Regions from separate parts of the Mus musculus genome. Here regions 1 and 3 are each linked to region 2. A link is a contact called in public HiChIP or PLAC-seq data. All regions are on one chromosome and are shown on one strand. The core of a region is the stretch at or near the end of the contact, and the rest is flanking DNA. Distances in the headings are between cores, read along the strand shown. Region 1 has its middle 9.7 kb from the start of Gm23947. Region 2 holds the start of Fbxo11 (F-box protein 11). Region 3 overlaps Gm31615 (a long non-coding RNA gene).

Region 1 (4,522 bases), core at 147-2,646, 340 kb before region 2:
CTGAACAGATAATTTTCATATAATAAACCTTAATTGCCGCTGCTCCTAGGTTCCGTAAACATTTAGAAAGAGGTCTTTTTCAAGGGCTATTTAAGCTGAGGAAGGGAAAATTTGACCCACAGTTTATCTGTTAGCTCATTAGCATACTAATGCGGCTACAATTTACATTTGACTAGGGGGTTGTCTTTCACTCTAGAATCTTGTTGGCAGAGCATCACAGTTTTTGGTTGATTTTTAAAAACACTTTGTCTGAATACACAAGGGAAATAAGGTGGTGCTAATACTAGAAGCTTGGAAGTGAATTAATTGCTCTGAAATAATTCCACATTGGGTTGGCCTCTCTGGCGGTGGTATTTGCATGCCCCTCGTTCATGCTAATTGGCATTTAAACAGAATCAACCTACGACATTTCTCACACTTCCTAATGAATGATTATTTCCTCAAGGTACCTAAATTCGGCAGGGGGTTAAGATAGCGGCTGAAGTGCTCTAAGAACTTTCTCAGTTTAAAAAAAAAAATCTTTTTCTGAGCAATTCTGCCACTTGAAGTATTTACCTTGATGTGGACTCAGTGAAATTAACACTGGATCTCATCGCTGTAATCTTATTAGTATCAAAAGGTTTGTTTGTTTGTTTGTTTGTTTTTAGAGAACTAAAAAAAGTAAAGGCAGCGGGTGTAGTGGTGCTTTAGGGAGTCAAGAGACTCAGAGGTTAAAGTGAGCCTCATCCACTTCATAAGTTCAAGGCTAGCCTGGTGTACATGACTGTCTCAAAACAAACACGTAGCTGGGTGTTTTATATAACCTCTGGATGGGGGGTGTAGCTCTCGGTTGAGAGCCTGCTTGCCTGGCATCCACAAAGCCCTGGGTTCTATTACGACCATACCCAGCACTGGTGCGGTGATGCATACTTCTAATCCAAGGTCTTTGGAGGTAGAGGCAGAGGGGGAGCAGAAGTTCAAGGTTCTCCTTGGCTGGTGAGTTGGAGATCAGAAAAGAAAAGAAAGGCACCTGACCTGTATGTGACCATGTCTATGATAATCTCAGAGGAAGGGGTAATATGACTACGGTTTTCCCCAAAGAATAGTTTACCACTTACAGTAGGCTTAAGAAGATCAGCTAAGGTATTCACCGTTGTCCTTAGGAAAGTGTGAAAGAAAAGCCGGGCTCTCCAGAGGCAGTCTTTCTAGGATAGCTGCAGAGGAGAAAAGCTGGGATGGAGTGTGTGTTCATCCCAATTGGTAAATCAGTGTGCTTTATAAGGCTCTGTACTCCCACCTTCATCCAATGGGGGCAAGCGTACATCCTGATGTAGCTCCCGTCTACTTACTTCCTGCCTATGTGTCATCACACACATCCTGTGTGGCTGGAACATCCAACCCTGTGTACAAAAGTGAAAACATACAGTCATTGAAACTGAAAGTGTAATTGAACGCTCTCTCTCTCACACACACAGGTGGATCTGCACTGCAACTGCCAAATGAGTGAAGAGGGCCGCTCCTGGGAAGCTGCTATGGAACCAGGAAGGCCTCTCCTGGGAGGAAAAGCAAGCGTCTCATCTTTGTCCGTCTTCTCAGGAATTGGACATGCATGTGGTACAGGGTCCTGGGGAGAGGCTGGTAGCCCTGGCTGAGGACATGGCTTACAACCACAGCATGGGCTCCTGAAACACTGACTACACCAGGGGATGTAAAGGGCAGTCAGGAGAGCCGAGGAAGGCAAGCAGAACTAGAGAGCAGTGGAGGACTTGTCTGTAGGACTTGAGAGTTAGGAAAATGAACAGAAATGGGCTGTGGAAAGATATGCAAATAAGCACATCCAGGCTTGGGGATTCTGAGCTCGGACACATTCACGATGCCCACGCCACACAAGTGACAAATGTGAGTGCAGGCATGGCTGTCCTTCTTCTTTGTGGTACTAATGATTGAGCACAGGTCAACTAGATACACTATCCCTAAGCTACATCCCCAGACCTATATATCTCTACATAAAAAAAATCTAATATGCTAACATTACTAAAAAGGGTGCAAATTAACACATCACATTGAAAGACCATTTGGTAATATTCAAGTAATTTACATATTTTTCGGATTAATTTTGTTCTCAAATGTGTACTCTGAAGAAATTTACCTTTATGTGTGCAAATGGATAGGGGCAGACATTGACTGATTACTTGATTGATTAATTAGAGTTTTCAAGCTGGTCTGGAACATGATACGTAATCCAAGATGACAGCAAACTTGCCAGGGTCGTCCTGTCTCGGTTTGTCAAAAGTAGTTATTACAGGTATAAAGTACCGTGCTTGGCAATCGCCCCGTTTCTAGCAATGTATTGGGAACAAACTAGCTGCAGTGTATGGAAGAGTTAATAAGTGAATTATCATGAACTCTTCCATCAGAGTCTCTAAAACACAATGGTGAAAAGGAATGCAGTAGAGCTACAGATGGCAAAGGAAATAATTCCAAGAAAGGTGAGGGACTGAAGCAGAGAGCAAGCCAGTCCCTTCAGAAACGCACACTCGCAGGTACATATTCTCATATCGTAAACATCGTTCTTTCCTTAGCCTACATGTTTAACCTCCTTGCTTAGACCATACTTGTTCTAAAGTCATTTTAGTACCACCTCCCAAAAAGGCAAACTGCAATCAGGAGTGATGGTGAGTCATACCTGCAATCACAATACTTGAGATGCTTAGTAGGAAGATCACAGCCTGGACTAAAGTGAAACCCTATCTCAAAAGATAAACATAAAAATTAATCGCAGGAGACTATAGTCATTTTAAGTTTTAGAGTCTAACAAAACAGGGCTGGGGGTTAAAGCTCAGTTGCAGAGCATATACCATGGATGCATGAAACATGAGGCCCCAGATTCAATTGTCAAGACTGCAAAATGTGCATGTGCACACACATACACTCTCACACACTTGCGCACACACACACACACATAAACACTCACTCACACAGACACTTTGACCCACAAACTCATACCTACTGACACACAGACATACCCTCTCACACATACTCACATATTAACAACCCTTACGTACACTCACACAGACAGACATACACATACAGACACACACATTCACAGACACACACACATTCATATAGACACACTCACACATACAGACACAAATAAATGTAATAGAAAAAGCAGGGGACAGAAAGAATCATGAAAGGGACATTATCGGCTTGTGTGATGTTATAGGGAATGGGCTGGAGGAATTTTTTTTTTTAATTAAGCTCTAATATTTTATGTGACTGAAATCTTTCAAGTTAAAAGAACAGGGGTAAAAATGAAAATCAAAAAAGATACACAGTGAAATATGTAACAGTATTTGTTAGGATTACATGTGCATTCAAATTTCTTGATATTTCCCAGAAATATATGTACTGCTTTAATTTTAAAATTTATCCAACTATTTAATAAAATAGTTTATGCACTGCAGAGCCATGCTATAGAGCGAGTAAGGGCTTAGAGCTGAAATTATCGTGTATTAAAGTACCCATAAATATTTAGAGAACGGATTAGTGGATGGATGGCACAGTGAGACCTTACCCTCGCAGCCAGCAGGGGGGCAGAGAAAGCAGGAGATGCTGGGAGCAAGCTTGTGTCTGAGACAGATGGTGCCGTCCAACAGGACACACAGTGCACAGTGGCCACAGTCCTGTTTCCGAGGAGAACCAATTCAGGTATAATCAGATTCATTCTGGCAGGTGGGCTTGGGCGGGCGGGGATGCTCATGACTGCCTCCTCGTCCCCATTCCATCTGACCTACTTTTAGGATTCCCTTCTTTCTCTTTCCTATCTGCCCACATTTCTTCTCTTCTCTTGAGACAGGCTCTTGTATGTAGCCCAAGCTGTTCTTAAACTCACTGCAATTCTCTAGCCTCAGACGTCCCAGTATTGGGGTTACAGGCAGGGGCTGCTACAACTCTCTTTACTTGCCAGTTATCGCTAAGATTCCATAATCGTGACCCTATAAAACGGCTTGTCACCTGTCTGTAGGACATACGGAAACCTGCAGGACCATCAGTGTATACAAGATGTCCACGTTCTAGGCAGCTAATCTAAGTCATTTGGGTTGTAGGTGTGGAGTGGATAAGAGCTATTGAATTCAGTGAGTGTCACATCCTGAAGCAGCCCAAACTTGTCATCATTTGGAAAAAGCCAAAGGGAAGAAACAGATGATATGAATTTGGCCACACTTTCATTCTATTTAAGGGAGGCCATCCTGTTATTTTACAAGGGTTCTTACACTTCCACACTGAGTTATTATCACTCGGTGTGATTCTTTCTGCCTTGTTAAATTGACTAACAAGGTAATTTTTTGGGCTGAGGTGGTTTGAAGAGGATACAAGAATCTGCACAGAAAATAGCAGTAATTTTCTAAGCTCAGCCAAGTCAATTGTATCCATCTTGTGCTAACAGAAAGACTCTGTCTTTTAGTAGACAACCCACTATGTGATTGTCCTGGCTGAATGGCTGCAGAGATGTTGTTTTGAGGAGAGCGCAGAAATCCTG
Region 2 (4,280 bases), core at 1,398-3,897:
GAGAACCGATATGTATTGGTTGAGTAGAATTTTTTTTTTAAAAGATTTATTTACTTTGTTTATATGAGACCCTGTTGCTGTCCTCAGACACACCAGAAGAGGGCATCAGATTCAATTACAGATGGTTGTGAGTCACCATGTGCTTGCTGGGAACTGAACTCAGGAAGAGTAGCGTGTGCTCTTTAACCACTGAGCCATCTCTCTAGCCCGTTTCTTTGCTTTTCAAGATACAGGTGTTTTTTGTATAACCTTGGCTGTCCTAGAACTACCTCTGTAGACCAGGCTGGCCTCGAACTCAGAGAGAACCATCGCCTCTGCCTCCTGTGTGCTGAGATTAAAGGCGTGCGCCACCACTACCCAGCTACAAATGTTTAATGCAATTAGAATTATGGACTCAATTATAATATGCTATTTTCCAGATTTTTAAAACTCTTCCCTCAATGCTTATTAAATCCAACCATAAACATTCATTTTCACCCAGCTAACAACCATAAATTATTTATTTATTTTAGTTTTTTTGAGACAGGGTTTCTCTGTAAAGCCCTGGCTGTCCTGGAACTCACTCTGTACAGCAGGCTGGCCTCAAACTCAGAAATCCACCTGTTTAATGTAATTAGAATTATGGACACAATTATAATATGCTACTTCCAGATTTTTAAAACTCTTCCCTCAATGTTTATTAAATCCAACCATAAATGCTCATTTTTACCCAGTTAACAACCATGACATTTTTAATACTGTTTATGTATTTAGTCAGATAGGATCTTGTTTCGCAGATCGGGATAGCCTAGAACTTGCTATCCCTTCTGCTTCAGCCTTCAGAATTCTGTGAATATAGGCTTTAGCTACTCATGCATGACTCGAATTGTTGGATTTTTTTTAATAAAATAATTTCTTAAGGTTTATGTGTGAGTTCTGCCTGCATGCAAGTCTGTACACCAAGTGCATGCCTGGTGCTTGCAGAGGCCAGAAGAGGGGGACAGATGCCCTAGAATTGGAGTTACAGATAGTTGGAGCTACCATGTGGTTGCTGGGACTGAAGTGAGACCTCTGGAAGGACAGCCAGTGCTCTTAAGGGATGAGCCATCTTTCTAGCCCCTCAAGATATTTTTCAAATAGCTGTCTTCACATACAGGTTTTGAAAAGATTGTGAGTCTTTGAAAATCACATGACCAAAAAAGAAAAAAAAAAACCCAGCAATTGTACATCATATGATAGGTTATTATTTAAATGGCAGGAGATGTCTGACATCTAGAAGGGTGATTTGCCAACAGTGGTGGCGAATGCCTTTAATCCCAGCACGTGGGAGGCAGAGGCAGGCGGATTTCTGAGTTAGAGGCCAGCCTGATCTACAGAATGAGTTCCAGGACAGCCAGGACTACACAGAGAAATTCTGTCTCAAAAAACCAAGAAAGAAAAAAGAAAAAAAAAAAGAAAAAGAAAAAAAGAAAAAAAGAAAAAAATCTGTAATTTACACATAGCACAATACCGTAGACTTACCTCTCCTGTGCGTCCCTTAGAATTCACTTTTCTCCCTCCCTTTCTGAAGCTTTGTAATGTTTTATCTATCTTAAGCCTAGAAAGCAATCAATGAAATTCAAGTAGAAAATCACTGACAGCTCCGAAATGAGGGAATCCAGAGATAAACCACTAGCTATGCAATAAGGAATAGTGAGCGGAGTACATTTTCAGTCTTCATAACGGCGGCCAGGGAATAGAAACACATTTTCCTTGGGGAGAGATTGTGCTAAGGGGACCAGACACAGATACAAAAGATTATTCCTCTCGGGGGTTTATCTTTCTTGACTTCGTGGGACCTAAAACAAAACCAATATAATCCATCACAACCTCCACCCGTTTTATTTTACTTCTTCCGGAACACCATGTAGACCACTTGCCCCCCCCCCCCCCCCAAAAAAAAAGCCTAAAGCAAACTAACTTGGTTAAAGATCTAAAACATTCTGAAAGTTTGGGCGACAAAAGCTGGAACCGACTCCAGACTCTCTCTTAAGTTCTCAGCAGAGCCGAAACAAGATTTCTTAAGGTTTGCAAATAAATCCCTTCAGCTGGACTAAAAACGCACAGAGCCTGGAGCGCTCCCTACAGCTGAGAGCTTGAACCTACCGAGCCCAGAAATCCGGAGTTACCCAAGACGGAGTCCCTCACTCCTTGTGGCGTTTAAGAGAACCAGGTGAAGGTTGGGGTGGAGGGAGGCTGAACCGGCAAAAGGCAGGATTAATCACTTCTCCCAATTGCATCAGCAGCCCCCGCCCTTCCTTCAGAGCACCTCCTATCCTAGAACCTTCGCTACGTACTGCCGCTCCTTCGCCCACCCCCGGCTCCATTATATGCCCTGATACCTCCCCATTATCACCCGCCCTGCCACACTCCCCCCTTTCCTCTTTCCTCCTCCTCCTCCTCCGTCGGGGAAGGAGGAAACCCGAGAGAGGAAACAGGGTGTTGGAGGAAGGGGGCTCCGCGATAAGAGAGGAGGCTCCATTGGCTCCGACACCGTACGGGCGCTTCCCATTGGTCAGGCCCCGCCGGAATCCACGCCCCCTCTGTCCCCGCCCCCGCCCCTCCCCCGCCGGCTCGCGGCCCTCCCCCCGCGCCCCCCGGCCAGCCCCGCGGCGGGGAGGGACCGACAGGGCTTGAGCGGAGAGGCTCCGGCGGTGTCAATGGCTCCTCCTGCCACGGAGCAGCAGCAGCAGCAGCAGCGGCAGCAGCAGCAGCGGCAGCGGCGGCGGCGGCGCTGGGGCTGAGGAGGGAAGGTTCCTTTAAGGAGGAGGAACGACGACGCCTCTTTTGCCCCTATCTCCTCCCTTTTACACTCATTTCCCCTTCGCCGAGGGTGGGGGTGGGGGGGGCGGAGGAGAGAGAAGAGGCCGAAGAAAGAGAAAATTCCTCGCAGGGCGCTCTTTCAGGGGGTGTGGGGGGAGGACGAGGAACGGAGGAGCCGGGCGCCCCCCGCGCGCTCCCGCCCCGCTCGGCTCGCCCTCTCCGAGATCGCCCGTCCGCCCACTCCCCCCGCCGCCGCCGCTGCCGGAGACGCCGCTCGGGAGTCGGCGGGCCCGGCTCGTCTGCTCGGCCGCCGCCGCGCTTCGCCTCGGGCTCCCCAGGCGGACGGACGCCCTTTCTTTCTTTCTCTTGCCCGGCCCGTCTCTCTGTCTGCGTCCCTCGCGGCCGCCCCGCCCGGCGGCCTCGGCCTTGCCCGTGCGCCAGGCCCGGCCGGCGGGCCTCGCTCAAGCTCCGGTGGTGCCCCCAGCCTCCCCGCGGAGCCGGGGGAAGCTCACGCCCGGTGGCCCCCCGGTCCCCGCGTCCCCGGCCGCCCCGCTCCTTCCCGCTCCCCACCCCCTTCCTCCCCGGCCCCGGAGCTCGCGGTGCGTGTGCGCGTGAGTGTGTGTGTCCCTCCGCCAACGCCGCCACCTCAGCCCGGCAAATGAACTCCGTCCGAGCCGCCAACCGGAGACCCAGGCGAGTGTCGCGGCCGCGCCCGGTGCAACAGCAGCAGCAGCAGCCCCCGCAGCAGCCGCCGCCGCAGCCGCCTCAGCAACAGCCGCCGCCGCAGCCGCCCCAGCAGCCGCCGCAGCAGCAGCCCCCGCCGCCGCCGCAGCAGCAGCCCCCGCCGCCGCCCCCGCCGCCTCCGCCGCCGCCTCAGGATCGGAACAACGCCGGCGAGAGGGGTAAGGCCGCGCTCGGGGCCTGGCTGGGCGGGCGGGAGGCCGGGCGGGGGCGGCGGCGGCGGCGGCGGCGCGCCCGGGGTGGGAGACGGAGGCCGAGCGGAGGCGGGTCCCACCGTGCCGCAGTGTTCGCCTGGGCCCGGCCCGGCCGGGCCTGGCCGGCAGGAAAAGCCGCGGCTGCGCGATCCGCCCGGGCTGCGGCTCAGGCCGCGCTTTGTTTGGTTTCGGGGCTGGCACCCTCCGTCCCCACCCCTCCTTGGGGCTTCCCGGCTGGCTCGCCCACCCCACGGGAGTCTGTTCGCGGCCGGGGGCGGGCAGGAGGGTGGGATTTCCCCCCTTTCTGCGCCTGGCTCGATCTGGGCTCCCCCTTTCTCGTGGTAGGTGGGGGGACGGCTGGCTGCGTGGGGCGGTGAGGCTGGCCGGGGAACTTGTTTTCCCCTTCTCTGTGGGCTCCCCCTTGCCCTGGAGGAGGGGGAGAGGAGCGCCGGAGTGGTCCGCCGCGCTGGCTGGGGAACTTGCGTGCCCCCTTCCAGGTCGCAGGGCAGGGGGAGCCTCGGCCCCTCTCTCGACCACAACATCTTTGCTGCACAGTTTGCCTTT
Region 3 (4,361 bases), core at 159-2,658, 280 kb before region 2:
GGGACGGAGAGACGGAGAGACGGAGAGACGGTCAAGCACCAAGAGCATGTGAGATATTTTATAGATGCATTTGAGCAAACAGATCCAGCTTCTACTGAGAGCTCAGGCAGGAAATTAGAGCTGGGGCTGAGCTGTAGCTCAGTGGTAAAGCACTTGCCCAGCAAGTAGGTTTGATCCTCAGCTCACAAAGAAAGGAAAGGAGGGAGGGAAGGAGGGAGGGGGGAGGGAAGGAGGGGGAGGTACAAGAAAAGGCTTCAGGCTTTGAGTGTCGGGTGAGGATCTCCATCTTACCATGTAGGACTCATTCTTTAAGGTGTTTGAGGAAAGTGATAAAATAATGAAATTTACCTGAAAGATCTCTTAGTTTTACCTTTTCAGGTGACTGTCAGGCGTTCACTTTGGCAGAACATATATTAAAAATGGAGCAATACGGAGATGCTCCTGCACAAGGATAACGTGTCAATCTGTTAAACGTTTCCGTTTGTTCTTTATAAAATGTCTGTGGAACCAAATGTTTGCCATTAAAAAAATGGCATTATCTCAGCACTCAGGAGGCAGAGGAAGGGGGAGCTCTGAGTTTGAGGCCAGCCTGGTCTACAGAGTGAGTTCCAGGACAGCCAGGGCTACACAGAGAAACCCTGTCTCAAAAAACGAAACAAACAAAACAAAACAAAACAAAACAAAACAAATATTCAATAGTACATTGAGAAATCATTAAAGTAATAAATTTCACTATCAAAAAATATGAAAGGCAGTAGCAAGATGAGGTAAGATATTTTGCTAGAAAAACATTAACATTTCAACAGTGAATGAGTCTTGAGGAATTTAAGAAATTCTGAATTCTTTTCCCCTCTCAGGCACTGAGGGTGTTGGGGGGGCAGCGAGGATTGAACCCAGGACTTCACACAAGCCAGGCAGAGATTCTACCAGAGAGCCACACCCCCAGCATCTATTTTTAAATTAAAAATTCTTAATTCTCTTTTCCATGAAGTAGCATTTTATCTAAAGCAGGAAGTGCCTTCTCTGCGGTCATTTACGCCTTGCTGACACGTGGGGAATAGAAAAACAGAAACAGCAGAAAGGAGTTTTCAGCACATAGGAAACAGGAAGATTAAAGATTTTCAAAGTGGATCTTAAAGTCCCTAAAGGGCAAGTGACCTTTGTTCCTCTTTCAAGGCCAGCCTGGCAGATGAGAAGTGAGTTCCAGGACAGCCAGGGCTACGCAGAAATACCCTGTCTTGAAAAACAAAAAACAAACAAAAACCAACCAAACCAAAAAAAAAAAAAAAAACAAAAACAAACAAACAAAAAAACACCTTTCTACATTGTTTTTTTAAGGATAAGCTAGAATGTCGTGAGCAAGACACACAAGTCACCCTTAGAGAAAACGCCTCTCTTCTGGGTGGCTTCTCCAGGTCTGTGGCCTGATAAGATTCCTTTTGGAAATTAAACACGTCCCAGACTGGAGCTTGGGCTGAACTAGATCACCTACTCCTGGGATGGGAGTACTGCCAAGACTGACAATGTCACTGCTCACCTGACAATGCCACAACGATGCTTGGAATGCTCTGCTCCCAGCCCATTCAAAGCTGCCCACTGTTCTGGGCTGAAGGGCTGTGTGGAGGAGCCCAGCAGGACAGCAGGACAGCAGGACAGCAGGACAGCAGGACAGCAGGACAGCTTCCTAGAACCAGAGATGCAGATTTGGAAACAAAGAGGACCCGTGTAGCAAGATTTGCTATTGTGGTAGAGATTTCTAGAAGATGGGGTGTCTCAGAACCATTGCTCAGCTCTAGCGCATAGTGTGCACACAGGACTGCACATCTATTGTCCCTTCATTGGCTCTCATTGCCTGAGTAGGTCTACTCAGGCAAAGGGTGGGCTAGGCAGACCTCACCTCATCATAGATTTAGGCTAACCTCAGCTACTGTCTGATCTTGCCTCCCTCTACTCATCTTTTGTTTTTAAGATTTATTTATTATATGTAAGTACTCTGTAGCTGTCTTCATGCACACCAGAAGAGGGCGTCAGATCTCATTACGGATGGTTGTGAGCCATCATGTGGTTGCTGGGACTTGAACTCGGGATCTTCAGAAGAGCAGTCGGTGTTCTTAACCATTGAGCCATCTCTCCAGCCCCCCTTCCTATACTCCTGATACACAGAGCTCAAACTTGCACAATCCTAGCCCTATCCAAGCTTTCGCCGGTGTTTACCTCTTGAAACTAAACCAGTAGCATCATGAGACAACTTCTTTTGTGGTCTTGAGTCAGCCGTGTTCACAGATTGTTATGGTTTGAATGAAAATCCTCCCCCTCCCCAGTAGGCCCATAGGGAATAGCACTATTAGTAGGTTTGGCCTTGTTGTAGTAGGGGCTGCATGTTCTAATAAACAGTCCTGCCCAGGTACCCTGAGAACATGGCTAGAGAGCATCTGTGGGATGCAGGGATGCAAGTGTGGTTTGTGGCTCTGATATGTTTCATGTGTGTCTTCCCCAAGATATGTTTTAGACATCTTAAGCAAAAACTACGTGCGTATTCCCCCTTTTTATTCACTCAGTAGCAGACTACATACCCGTTTCTCAAACATCACTTTGAGATTACTGTGCCACGCCCGTATATAACGGTTCATTCAGCACTCTGCTTGGAAGCATGCCACTTGTCGCTCCTAAAAAACCCCTAGCGGTCAGCAAAACAACGACAAGTAACCATAGACAAAAGCCATTCCTCCCAGAGTGGTTCTATCTGAATAAATTCTTGGGATTGATGTGCTAAATGCTAAACAACCTTTAAAAAAATATTGCCTGGTTGTCGTTCCAGGATTTCTGTTGGGTTTCGCTCTCCCACAACTCAGAAACTTGAATTGACAACGTGTTATTGGCTAAGGTAATTGCCCATTGCTGTTTAGCTTTACATTTCTTGGGGTCAGCAAGAAGGCTCGGCAGGTAAGGGTGGGTCCTCCTTTGCTTTTCTGTTGCTATGACAAAGCACTATGATGAAAGGAACTTGTGGGGGTGGGGGGAGATTACGTCATAAAGACTATGTCCATCATGAAGAGAAGTCAGGGCAGAAACTCAGGGCAGGAACCTGGAGGCAGGAACTGAAGCAGGAACTGAAGCAGAGGCCATGGAGGAGCTCTGCTTACTGGCTTGCTAGCACCATGGTGGAGCTATTATTCCTCTGGTGGAAGTCTAGGACAAATTCCTGCAAGTTGTCTTCTGACCTCCACACAGGTGTCATGGCACATCTATGTTTACATATACATAAATAATAAACAAACATCAATTGATATTGTCTCCAGGACACAAGGAGTATAGCCATGTGCACTTACCACCAATTCTGGCTGAAGAGGAGCATATTTTAATATATTTCAATTTTTTTGTGAAGTATGTTCAACTTCATAGTACCATTTTTCTACTGAACTTTTTTCAGATTTATTTTCATTTTATGTATATGAATGCTTTCCTGCATCTATGTATGTGTACCATGTGTGTGCTTGGTACCCACAGAGTGTAGAAGAAGATATCAGATCTCCTGGAGCTGGAGTTATGGATACTTGTGAACCACTATGTGAATCCCGGGAATCAAACCTGAGTGTTCTTCAAAAACAGTAAATTCTGTTAATTACTGAGCCATCTCTCCAGCCCCTCTACTAATTATGTTAAAAGTCTTTATTGGCATTAGATAGTCTCTATATATTAGGGGAAATTGCTCCTTGTGCTGCCTTGTGAGTTGCTAATATTTCTCTAGTTTGACTTTTGATTTTCTGTTTTATGCCTTCTGCAGGATATCTTTACATAAATTAGCTCATTAATAACTTAATTATTTCTGGGTTTTCTGTTTCATTTTCACTTAACGTGAAAAATCCCATAGATCTTTCTGGTACCTTTTCAGATTTTAAAGATAAATCCGGCATGTGTAGAAAGTGTCCCAGTGTCAGGTTTCAGGAAGGCACCAGACTCAAAAAATTACTTCAGTTTAAGATATAAAATTTGAGGGCTGGAGAGATGGCTTAGTAGCACTGGCTGCTCTTCCAGAAGTTCTGAGTTCAATTTCCAGCACCCACATGGTGGCTCACAACCATCTGTGATGGGATCCTGTGCCCTCTTCTGGTGTGTCTGAGGACAGCGACAGTGTACTCATATACATTAAATAAATACATCTAAAAAAAAAAAAGATATAAAATTTGTGCCAGGCAGTGGTGGAGCACACCATTCATCCCAGCACTTGGGAGGCAGAAGCAGTCAGATATCTGTGAGTTCAAGGCCATCCTGGTCTACAGAATGAGTTACAAGATAGCCAAGGCTGTTACACAGAGAAACCCTGTCCAGAAAACAAAACAAAACAAAACAAAACAAAACAA

The links. HiChIP or PLAC-seq counts read pairs in DNA pulled down with a chosen protein or histone mark.
Region 1: a contact with region 2 is called in an H3K27ac HiChIP or PLAC-seq map of thymic regulatory T cells, with 2.9 times the contacts expected there. The contact joins the enhancer-like site here to the promoter of Fbxo11 in region 2. A contact is called at or near these places in 5 of 39 promoter capture datasets (the 3T3-L1 cell line, 3T3-L1-derived adipocytes, hippocampal neurons and 1 more), 1 of 484 Hi-C or Micro-C datasets (Th1 cells) and 7 of 115 datasets of contacts at active chromatin or transcription factors (astrocytes, effector CD8 T cells, embryonic forebrain and 4 more).
Region 3: a contact with region 2 is called in an H3K4me3 HiChIP or PLAC-seq map of bone marrow-derived macrophages, with 2.9 times the contacts expected there. The contact joins the enhancer-like site here to the promoter of Fbxo11 in region 2. A contact is called at or near these places in 1 of 39 promoter capture datasets (cranial neural crest) and 4 of 115 datasets of contacts at active chromatin or transcription factors (bone marrow-derived macrophages, embryonic stem cells and forebrain).

What each region holds. Positions count from the first base shown.
Region 1 is chr17:88,400,380-88,404,901 of GRCm38.p6, reverse strand. No RefSeq gene overlaps it. Among named protein-coding and RNA genes, the nearest start is that of Gm23947, 9.7 kb to the right of the region's middle. Within about 2 kb of position 1,396, at least 74 of the 459 cell types and tissues checked have an H3K27ac peak or open chromatin away from gene starts, as enhancers often do. A contact at or near this core is called in Th1 cells, effector CD8 T cells, memory CD8 T cells and 1 more, where this site is marked.
Region 2 is chr17:88,064,412-88,068,691 of GRCm38.p6, reverse strand. It overlaps Fbxo11 (F-box protein 11), which reads left to right and starts at 2,647. Exons shown (of 23, transcript NM_001081034.3): 1 at 2,647-3,683. The coding sequence starts at 3,440. It overlaps Gm45950 (a long non-coding RNA gene), which reads right to left and starts at 2,567. Exons shown (of 2, transcript XR_385899.1): 1 at 2,125-2,567.
Region 3 is chr17:88,338,513-88,342,873 of GRCm38.p6, reverse strand. Gm31615 (a long non-coding RNA gene) reads left to right here. Exons shown (of 7, transcript XR_877113.1): 3 at 2,819-2,884. It also overlaps the pseudogene Gm22542. Among named protein-coding and RNA genes, the nearest start is that of 1700116H05Rik, 33 kb to the right of the region's middle. Within about 2 kb of position 1,408, at least 38 of the 459 cell types and tissues checked have an H3K27ac peak or open chromatin away from gene starts, as enhancers often do. A contact at or near this core is called in bone marrow-derived macrophages, where this site is marked.